2 separate regions of the Ovis aries genome follow, and region 2 is linked to region 1. The links are chromatin contacts, called in public Hi-C maps. All regions are on one chromosome and are shown on one strand. Each heading gives the region's core, a stretch centred on a gene start, on an enhancer-like site or on the middle of the called end of the contact. The rest is flanking DNA. Distances are from core to core; before and after follow the strand shown.

Evidence for each region. A called contact is a pair of places that touch in the nucleus more often than the background predicts.
Region 2: a contact with region 1 is called in a Hi-C map of tail adipose tissue, with 4 times the contacts expected there. The contact joins two enhancer-like sites. A contact is called at or near these places in 5 of 16 Hi-C or Micro-C datasets (mesenteric adipose tissue, omental adipose tissue, skin fibroblasts and 1 more).

What each region holds. Positions count from the first base shown.
Region 1 is chr6:6,631,981-6,637,503 of ARS-UI_Ramb_v3.0, reverse strand. All of the region lies in intron 4 of SYNPO2 (synaptopodin 2), which reads left to right. Among named protein-coding and RNA genes, the nearest start is that of MYOZ2, 110 kb to the right of the region's middle. Within about 2 kb of position 2,188, at least 12 of the 54 cell types and tissues checked have an H3K27ac peak or open chromatin away from gene starts, as enhancers often do. A contact at or near this core is called in tail adipose tissue, where this site is marked.
Region 2 is chr6:6,706,927-6,712,757 of ARS-UI_Ramb_v3.0, reverse strand. The region is part of intron 1 of SYNPO2 (synaptopodin 2); the gene reads left to right. Among named protein-coding and RNA genes, the nearest start is that of TRNAE-UUC, 100 kb to the left of the region's middle. Within about 2 kb of position 3,562, at least 13 of the 54 cell types and tissues checked have an H3K27ac peak or open chromatin away from gene starts, as enhancers often do. A contact at or near this core is called in tail adipose tissue, where this site is marked.

The DNA.
Region 1 (5,523 bases), core at 939-3,438:
CGGGGAAATGCTTGTAGATGAAATATATTCTCAAAATAGGATAGCTGGTATCCTGAGCAAGGTTCTAGCAGGATGTGAAAGTGAAAGTTGTTCAGTCGTGTCCAACTCTTTGCGACCGCATGGACTATACATGGAATTCTCCAGGCGAGGATACTGGAGTGTGTAACCATTCGCTTCTCCAGGGGATCTTCCCAACCCAGGGATCGAACCCAGGTCTCCTGTATTGCAGGTGTATTCCTTAGCAGCTGAGCCGTGGGGGAAGCCCATCTAGGAGGATAGCTGAAGCTCAGTTAGGTCTACCGCACAGAAAGTGGCATCCCAATCTCCGAAGCCACCCAGTTCAGGCCTGCAGCAGCTGGGGCTCTGACAGAGTCTGCCTGCCTCTGAAGGTGCAGCAAACAGCTGTTCTTATCGCTCTGCCCCAACACTGTCCCAGGACAAAGGGTCGGCAAAATGGCCTCTTTAGAGTAATTGATCCCCTTGCCTGAGAAGCATGATCAGTTTCCAAAACCGGAAAGAGTGAAACCTCTGTCTAAACAGAGTAGACTCCCAGTTCACAGGGCAAGGGACGAAAAACAGTTCTCAGAAGCTGAGTGACTGATATAGGGAGGAACCTAAAATTCCAGCTGACTTTAAAACCCAGGGAATTTTTGTGGGTTTTCTGTTACTTTAGAATTCTTCTGCGTCAGAACCAGAAGTTGGGACTGATGTAGAAGAGAGAAAGATCACAAGATGAGATTCTGAAAACTTTATCTGAATCTAAAATATCTTTCGTTCCAAATACAGTTAAATTGACTTTAGTTTTCCCTTTGTGCCATTTTGCTACACTTTTTCTTAAAAAGTAAAAAATAACAAGGTCTCTTCCTTGCATGGTTTGTGTGTGTGTGCTAGCATATATCAGACTGACAAAGAAATAGTCATAAAACCATCCCCAAGAGCTAAAAAATTACTACGGAGTAGGCTGGACTGTATAAATGAAATGCTAATTTAAAGTATATCACCCCTTAGCTGGAAGTTTGTTTTTTAATCACATTCAGAGTTTACTGATTGTCTGGCCCACTGGACTACTTGTTAATGCTTATCTGCTGCTGCTAAGTTGCTTCAGTCGTGTCCAACTCTGTGCGACCCCATAGACAGCAGCCCACCAGGCTCCCCCGTCCCTGGGATTCTCCAGGCAAGAACACTGGAGTGGGCTGCCATTTCCTTCTCCAGTGCATGAAAATGAAAAGTGAAAGTGAAGTTGCTCAGTCGTGCCCAACTCTTAGTGACCCCATGGACTGCAGCCCACCAGGCTCCTCAGTCCATGGGATTTTCCAGGCAAGAGTACTGGAGCGGCATGCCATTGCTTTCTCCGATCAGATGGTGCCAATTATAATTCTTCATAGAAACTCAATATGGGCTAAATATATTTTAAATTCTACAACATTATGAAATATCCAGAAAAATGTCACAATTCACTTCGGGTGGTATTACTGAAATTGAGAGCAAACCAAAATATATCTTGTAGAACTTTTCATTTCACTGTTACACTTCAATTCACCAGTTACTACTATTTCCTTGATATACAGTGTTCCAGTGTTTGCAAACTATTGCCTTCACAGTATCCTAACATATGGTTTCCAACTTTTGTTCCAAGGGGAAAATTAAGATTCCTCTTGCCGCATGGAAATTCTGATTTAGTAGCCCCTCTCGCCTGGAAAACCCCATGGATGGAGGAGCCTGGTAGGCTGCAGTCCATGGGGTCGCTAAGAGTCGGACACGACTGAGCGACTTCCCTTTCACTTTTCACTTTCATGCGTTGGAGGAGGAAATGGCAACCCACTCCAGTGTTCTTGCCTGGAGAATCCCAGGGACGGGAGAGCCTGGTGGGCTGCTGTCTATGGGGTCGCACAGAGTCGGACACGACTGAAGTGACTTAGCAAAGAAAGAAAAGTGGGGCCCAGGAATTTGTTTTTGTAACATTTACCCTGGATGATTCTAATGCTAACAGATTGCGAACCACAGTTTAATATCAGTTTTCTAACTCGCTAAACACTGAATTCAACTTTATTCTTTAAAACCCATAAATAGTTTCCAGTTCATTCAGTCTGGGATAGCCAGACTTGTAAACAGCACCTGCTTTCCAACGCTCTTGACATTGTCTGAAGCGTACAGGCCCTGAAGTGCTGCTGATCTTGACGACTTTATCATAAAGGCCCAGGAGGTGGCAGCAAATTCCCTTTCCGATCAGAAAGTGCTTCACAGGCAGCCATTCTACAGTCTGTAGCAAATAATTTGCTTTGAACAGTCTTTTAAATTTGTTTTTTTTAAATAAAAGAATAAACAGGACCTTGAGATGTGGTTTTATCTGACCCTCTGCTTCTCATCAAGTCTCAGAATAAATATTTCTAGGAATAGAATGATACAATTTTATCATCCAGAGAAGAGACTGTACAAAGTTCCTTGGCTGATTTTTCTTATCTCTGGGGAAAAGGATTGTATGACTTCCCTTGGCCGTCGGGCAGTACAGTCTCTTATCTCCAATCAAAAATGTTCTTACTAATAACAAGCTGAAATCTCTCTGGCAATAATCAAAACAGTCTTATTTTGGGATCTAGACTAAAGGAGAATTTTGAAGCACTTTGAATGCTAATTAGTTTTTAAAAAGAAAACAAACATGATGGTACAATCTTCAAAACTAAAAAGAAGTTTGTGCACTTTATGGATCACAGGAAAAAATTCCAATATTTTTGTTTAAACTTAAGAGAGCCAAATGGCGTGGTGGATTGACAAAACACTAAATCAGTAAAGAGGCTGTTTAGACATTAGAGGGGTGAATGGAACAAAGGAACGGGTAGGCCCATTGAGTAGCAGCTTTGATCCCAACAAGAGTATTGTTTTCAGGCCTTTGATGCAGTACAGTTTATTTCTAAAACTAAAAAGATGGTGATGTGTCTGGAAGTTCTGTATTATGAGATATATGTTTATACATTTACCAGTGGGAAGGGTAAAGACTAAAAGGAGGTAGGAGAGCTGGGTATTTGAGCCACTTTGGTATGGATGAGAGAGTAAAGGTCTCCACTGGTGAAAAAGAAAAACAGGACTAATGAATGGAAGTCGAAATGGCAAACCACTCCAGTGTTCTTGCCTGGAGAATCCCAGGAACAGGGGAGCCTGGTGGGCTGCCGTCTATGGGGTCACACAGAGTCAGACACGACTGAAGTGACTTAGCAGCATAAGACAGTAAATTTCAGTTTAATTTAAGAAAACTTCAAAAAATTGCAGAGAAGGAATGGAAAAGGAACTAATATATTAGCCATAAAATGTGTTACAGGCCTTAGTATATGTATTTAGTTTTAATTTCACAACAACATTATTGGGTGGAAATTATCCTCATTTTTTTAACTGATAAGGAAATCAAAGCTCAGATAGCTTAAGAAAATAGTCCAAAGTCACCTAGCCAGTAGGGTAGCAGACTCCATGGCTGAATCCAAGTTTATCCGTGTTCATAGCCTGTGTGTCCCCAATGCAGTGCCTATCAGGTGTGTTGTAACAGGAACTCCTGTACCTCATGAAAGCCTGACTGTGGGATCCCTAAAATGCTTTCCATCTTTAAGATTTTATAATTTTACATATACATAGCTCCTTAAGCGGAGAAGGCAATGGCACCCCACTCCAGTACTCTTGCCTGGAAAATCCCATGGACGGTGGAGCCTGGTGGGCTGCAGTCCATGGGGTCACTAAGAGTCAGAAACGACTGAGCTACTTCACGTTCCCTTTTCACTTTCATGTATTGGAGAAGGAAATGGCAACCCACTCCAGTGTTCTTGCCTGGAGAATCCCAGGGACGGGGGAGCCTGATGGGCTGCCGTCTATGGGGTCGCACAGAGTCGGGCACAACTGAAGCAACTTAGCAGCAACAGCAGCAGCTCCTTAAGAAGATTTGGGTTTTTAAGTGTTGTGAATATTTTGATGTAGCTAAGTGTTTTAAAAACCAAGGTCAGTTTAAAACCTGACTAGACAGAATTTGTTTGTTCCTTCTCACTTTAATTCCAGTAGCTGAAGCAAAATAGCTTAAAATGAAAATGTCATTTTACTAATGAGAGAGTAGGAGGTTAGAGAATAATTTTTTTCCCTGAAGCACTGACTAGAGGATTTGCTTTAGCTCCAGTGTCTGTAAAATGATTATAATTCTTCCTGACTATTCTACACACACACACACACACACACACACACACACACACACACACACACTCTTCCTGAGAAGGGAGCATTCTGAAACTCAGAGACACCTCTAGTCCTAGGGCAGAAGTCAGGCTCCCTTAGGTAAAGTAAGAAAAGGGTTTGTAATGCTGTAAAGCAGAACTTCTACTGCTCTTGGCTAATCATTTCACCTCAATCACTAGATCTCTATCCTTTGCTGTTAGAACGCACATGTTCCAGTTTATAAAATTATTTCAAATGCATTGTGCGTTCATACAAAAAGCAATCTTTTAAAAGAACCATTTAATATTTATCTTTTTTCTTTACTCTTCAATCTCTGTTTTGTCCCTTTTTCCCCCTCAAACTTCTGTAATATTCTACCTACCACTGTCAACTGTGGTCAAAATCAAAATCTTATTTTGTGAATGGTGCATAGACTTTTAATTGTCAGTGTATTGTGGGGAGGCACTGCATTGTCAGACTTCATTTTGTCTTATTAGACTTCATTTTTGCAAAAAATGCACTGATCTAGACAACCAGTTGTAACATCAAAGCTGCATTTCACTGGGGACTATGTGACCCACAATGAGAAATTGCAAGAGCTGCTGCCCCTACCCACACTTCCTTCAGGCTCTGTAAAACGTGAAAGAACTGGGACATGAGTTTCCTCTCGGCTAAAACACACAGAAGTTCCAGCCCAGGTCACTAACATGTGTGATTTCAGCTGGTCAGTGGTCACTTGATCTATTAACTATGTGTTAAAACTATATGTTAAAAAGGACTTATCTTCATTAGATTTATGAATATTGAAAGAAGCAAGATTAAGAACAAGGACAGAATTAGGAAACAACCATCAAAACAGGCTTGAGAGGTACTTGTTGGCTGGTGTAAGAAATCTTTTTGCAAATAGATAAGCTCTTGAACATTTTTTCCCCCTTCTCTTCCCCAGGATTTTTTTTTTTTTTAATGGGTAGTTGCATAAGAACTTTAAACATATATCTTACTGAAGGATCTCTTTTCTTCTTCTCCCAATCTCCAATGTGTATTTACAAGGGCCTAGACATGTTACTACCTCCAGAAGAATTTACCTTTTATATTAGACTAAGACTACACAACCAAAGTGGCTTAGAGGGCTGATGAAGTGTTTGTAGCTGATCATAAGGCTTTTGTTCATTCATCTGTATGTTTGCATGAGTCAGTACTGAAAGTGAAACAATTGTTTAGCAGTTGGATAGTCAGTAATTTATTAACATCATATCAAATTGAAGGTGAGTTTGGGAAATGAGGAGTGGTCAGGGAAATAACAGGGAATGAGATCTTTTGAATAAATGAGTGGTCTAC
Region 2 (5,831 bases), core at 2,313-4,812, 74 kb before region 1:
GGCAGTGATATGCTGTTGTGGAATTTGAGGATTGGGAATTTTCTAAATTCTCCAGATGAATTCCTGAATAACATCAGGGGCCTACAATATGATGATTTATTGATTTTTAGATTCCTCTTATTCTTTAGTCAGAGTTAGTCAACTAAATTTCAGGCCTTTTAATGAATGAGCTGAGTTTCTTTTATCTCAGTTCCCTGAAAATTTAGCCCAAAGTTGCCTTCAGAACAAGTATTCAACCTGCAATTGTTGAATTAATTCAATGACTGCATCTTGTTACCATTTTAATTTTTGTAATTATAGACAGTCATTTACTCTAGTTGTCTAGTTACACCTGACATAAAATGTGGCATTTTCCCTAGCATGGTAAACAGGGAAGTAAAATACAAAAGAATTGGGTGTAATACTCATTTTTTTTTAAATAAGAAAATATTTGTAAGGAAATTTACATTATCTTGTTCTGTTTACAGACTGTGTCTGTCTTCCGATAGATTTTCCGCTTGTTCTAATGACTTGCTGAAATGGAAAAATACTCAACCTCCTTTACAAAGTAATGATTATGAGTACCCAGCCACATCTCCCTGCTTCCAGATTATGTTTTTTCACTTTAATTTTAAAAGAATGTTCCTTTACTTTGGAAAATGATGGCAGGACTTTATGGCTAATTACAGGTACAGACATATCACACTAATTACTCCAGACATGACACCACACACACACATTTAGCCCATCCGCTGAAAGGTGGCTCTAATGTTTTCATGTGTAGGACTCTAACTTTTTTCATTTTGTCCAACTTATTGTTCCACCCTGTGCAGTGACTTTGAATTGAACTCCATTTTTTTCCAGTGCTACTTCCCACCACGCACACATTCACACAACACTTCCAATGCCATCACTCTAAGTCAGACTTCCTCCATTTGATACCTGGGCTAGCCTGATAGTCTTCCAGAGGCTATTTTGGATCGGCCACTTTCCCTTTTAAATATTCTGTGCATTGTTTCTGTGCATGCAGCCATAAAACCCCTCCCTCCCCTCAGCAGAAATGAAACTGCCTCTCCAGTATAATTCCAGCATCCTGTCAAGACTTGTCTGCTGCTCCTCATCCCCCGACCCCCTCGTCCCCTGGGGCAACAGCCTTCTGCCAGGCTCGCTGTCCGCTCAGCGCTGGCTGTGCTTTCCCACCTCCGTAGCTTTGTTCCTGCCACTCCCGCCTGCCGCAGTCTCTCTTCCCACCTCTACCTAAATTTTATGTACACCTAAGGCCTGGGCCAAAAGTTTGCTCCATAAACCCTTTCCTGAAAAAATTACCTAAAATCCCACCCTTAACTCTATATCAGAAGCACATATTACGACACGTGTGTCTAGTAGTCAACCATCCACTTTCTTATTTTGCGGTTGTTTACACACATCACTTTTTACTAGATTGTATGCGCTTTGTGGGCAAGGACTGTGTCTGGCCCCTCTTTGCACCCCCATATTGTTTACTTCAGTGCTTTTCCTATAATACGTGCTCTGTAAATATTTGTTCACTGGGTGAGCATTCACCATCTATACGATATTTTCAGCACAATAATGGGATACATCAATAGAGAAATCTATTGAGGGGCATACAGATCAGGCCTCAAAAGTTCATGTAACTATGAACTACAGTTTGAGCAATTTCATAAATTATAATCTCATAATAAAATGACAGATGCCGATATGAAAACTTTACAAAGTGGAAAAGAAAATTTTTCTGCATTTACTTGGCATACTTGAACTAGAACAGTGGCTATTTCATGATGCTGAGTCCCTTGGTCGGGTACATAATCTGTATCACATGTTATCAAGAGAGGGGATTGAAGCCCAACTATTATTCATCCATACTTGTATGATCTCAACTTAAACACTACAGAGGGAAAACCTTTCAGTGGTTGAGAAATAAAACTATCCACATTGTATGTTCTATTCTGTTTTTAAGTGACCTTAAAGGGAAAGCTTCCTGGATGAAAACAAATCTTATTAATTTTATTAATGATGGCTCCTACTAGGAATGAGACACATTTACAGTGTATTAAAACCTTCCGTTTCTGGAAAGTTTTAATTCTGTTTAGGCTATTTTTCTTTGGGGGCCCATTCAGACCTTATATCTTCCTGAGAAAAAAGTTGCAATTAGATCTTATATATAATATATATGACATGTATTTATATATATTAGTATATCATTTTCCTTAAAAAGTTGTTATTCTGCCTATGCTCCCTAGTATTTTTTTCCAGAGCATTCCTTAGCTGTGATCTTCCATTTTCTGGCTGATTTTCCTGATAGAGTGTAATCACACTTATTAACATGCCTACACTCCTAGACTGGTGTTTGCTTGGTGAGCTCTGCCCAGTTCCTTCCCTGGCCTCTGTGCCCCAGGAGCTGTGGGATCGCAGTGATTCACACCTCTTCCTCTTCTCCCCTCTTCCAGCACACACACTTGGTGTCATCCCAGAATGCCAGAATCAGATGAGACTCATTTTATAGGGAAGCATTTGGACTGAGAGCCATATATGATTTCACTTAAGAAGAAAAAGAACGTCACCAGTGAGTGTCACCATCACCGCTCAGAGTACCTGTCCTCACCACAGAATAATGTAGCTGGAAAGGAAAGAGGCATAGACCATCTGATCCAGTGGTTTTCAAATTTAGATTTATGAAGTGAATCCAAGTGGGCTTGCTATTGCCTAAAGAAGGAGGGGAAAAGGACTCTGCATCCTGGCAGTAGCCTGTGGGCACACCCACGTAGCAGTCTTTAAACCGCTGACCTGAGCTAATGTCACCGTTTGCAGATGAGGAACCTGAGCCCAGAAGGTTTAAATGAGTCTCTCATGGTCCCATAACTGGTGTGCAGAGATGATTCTAGATCCCAAGTTATGAAGCTCAGCATTCTTTCCCATAGCACCAGATAACGGATGAATTAAAAGCTCGTTTCTACTCACTTGGACCAGCCCAGTTCATCTCTGTGCCCAGCCAAAGAGCAGTGTATGAGAACTAGTGTTTTCCCACTCAAAAAACATCCATTATTGAAGGATTTTCACGATTAACAGAAATCACCCCCAAATACCAGAAAGAGTGTGGCGAACCATGAGAGACAGCACCGCGTGCATTTTTAGCTGTCCCCCCTGTTCCAGGAGGGACTCTCTAGCTGAGTGGCCAAATACCCCACAACCGACCAGAGCAGCCCAGAACAGTCCAATGCATCCTGAGTGGGCTGTTCATCTCTTTGAGGGTGGTCTCTTCCTTTTTCCACCAGCAACGTGGGAAGCTATCCATAGGCATTAGAGGGCCTTGATGGTGGCCAATTAGAGCAGAGTCCCCACAGGGCTACCATTATAGGCCCTCCACAGCAATACCCTCCTCCACAAGCCATCTTGTGATTAATGTAATCACCCTAATTGTTGGCCTCCTTTTTGAGTCTTGGCCACATGGGGAAAAGTTGAATGTTTTCCCTGAATGCATTCTTTCCAAACAACTGCGTGTCCTTAGTTGTGGAACATGATGTCATGAGTTCTGATGAGGGGGTTGCCCTTGAGAAGCTGAAGATTGTCCCCAAAGGCCTAACGGAGCCAGTTCAACCCATATCCCACAGCTACATCCCTGTGGCCACACATGTGCAGACAGTTAGTCTAAAATTAATACAACAAGCTTGTGGCTCTTTTGCTTTATGATGAACAAAACAAGCTTGTGGCTCTTGCTGTTGTACTTTTTACTCTATACCTTTTGAGAGAACATTGGGAAATAAAATCTTCCTTTTCCCTCATACTCTTCAGACTTGGCATACGATAATTTTTGTTGTTTTTCTGGTCAGAAGTTACTGTTATGTCAGACAAGTCTTGTTAGAAACTCGGTTTCCATCCAGAAAAGAAATAGTTGTTTGTTCTCAAGCCAGACCACTTGAGGGCAGTATAGCCTTAGAAGTGTGCTTTGACCAACTAATAGGCTGCCTAAGAAGGAACCGGACAATGTGGGTTTTACACATACACTGCTCTATTGGAATTCAGGAAATAATCTGTAAACAATAAGAAACACTCCCTGGGAGTCATATCAAATTTTAAAATGAAGGAATAAATGTCTAACTTTAAATGTACTTACATAATTTTCTTATATAATTGCTTGAGGCAGGCACAATATAAGCCACTCATATGAGGGAGATTTAAAATTGGAATGTTATTACAAAAATAAAGAAGAAGAAAGGACTAGGACAGCATAAAAACAAAACAAGCTAAACTAAAATATATTAACCTGGGAACAAAATCAGGGAATGGTGAAGGTGTAGTAGCTCAGTCGTGTCTGACTCTTTGCAACCCGGTGGAATACGTGTAGCCCTACCCAGCTTCTCCATCCATGGGATTCTCCAGGCAAGAATACTGGAGTGGGCTACCATTTCCTTCTCCAGGGGATCTTCCTGACCCAGGGATCGAACCTGGGTCTACTCGCATTGAAGGCAGCCGCTTTAACCTGAGCCACCAGGGAAGCCCCTTGGAGGACACAGTTTTTCACAACTAATATGTCTTTATTATAACCGTTTTTAACCTGAGCAGAAATGCTGCTTCTCTGCCTTTCTTTGGTATTCTGGGAATAAATCCAGGATGGGCAAGTGAAGATAAAGGAAGGAGGCTTACAAGGAAAGGGAGGAGAAGGAGGAAGGCATTGTATTCTGTCCTTGGAGAATCACCGATTATGAATTCTGGGGAAGTGTCTGCTCTGACCCAAATCACAGGGAGTCATACTGACTCCACTCATCTCCCGCATCTCCCCCGTAAATTGTTTGTGCGTACCTTTTGGTGGTTTTCACAGGATGTTAATAGACAAGCTGCAGTTGCTGTTTGCGTTCTCTTTCCAATATCAGAGCCCCATGGTTGTCTCCCAAAGCCCATCTGGAAGGAATGCTGTGTCCCTTGCTCCGCTCTTCTTTATGGGCTACAGAAAGAACATGATAGTTCTTGAATACATTTCCAAGATTATTCAGAGACCAGATGTACTTTCAGCACAACTCTTTTGAGACTGATGGTGAGGGAGCAAACCTCCAAAAGCCTCCCTCAAGCATGGGGGCTAAGCTCAACTTCTTTCTTGAGAGGGCTGAGGTGATAAGGTGTCAACTCCTCGGTTTTTCTCCCTCCATTTCAGTTTTTCCCCTTTGATCTCTTACAGCCATCTTGCTCCATTAAATATTTTTCCTTTTCTTGTCCCTCCCTTTTCTCGTCAACATTTTCCACTGCACTTGCAGGGGGAAAAAAAAAAGTCCTTTCTCTGCCTTATTCCCTTTCCCCAGGTCCTTTCCTCTCTCCCTCCGTCCATAGTAGATTTCTTGAGAGAAAGGTCTTCACAAGGCCCTGCACCTTTGCCTCCCTTCACTGTCTCCCTTGCATGACTCGCCCTCACCACTCGTCAGCAGGTATCCTTTAAAGCTCATCAGTAATCTGCTCATCACCAGGTTGTCCACAGATTTCCTTTCAGCACTTCTCCTTACTGTATCACGTCTCTGTTCCCGCAGTGAGGTATTAGCCAGAACTCCATGCCTCTCCCTTTGAAACTCTTTCTCCCCCAGGATGCAGTAACGCAGGTCCTGCTCTGTCTCCACTGAGCCGGCTTCCTCTTCTCTCCCCTTACGTGTGGAAGTGTTTTAGTCCTCCGTACCCCTTTTATCTTCCTCCCTCAAGCTCATCTGATCCCACAGCTTTAACTACCAGCTCTTGGCCCTTGACTTCCCGGTATATATTTCTCTTGCAAGCTACGTGGCTCACGGGCTAATGGAATATTTGTCATTTCACAAGCAAAAATTTCCAAAACAGGGCTCATCTTTCCCACACAG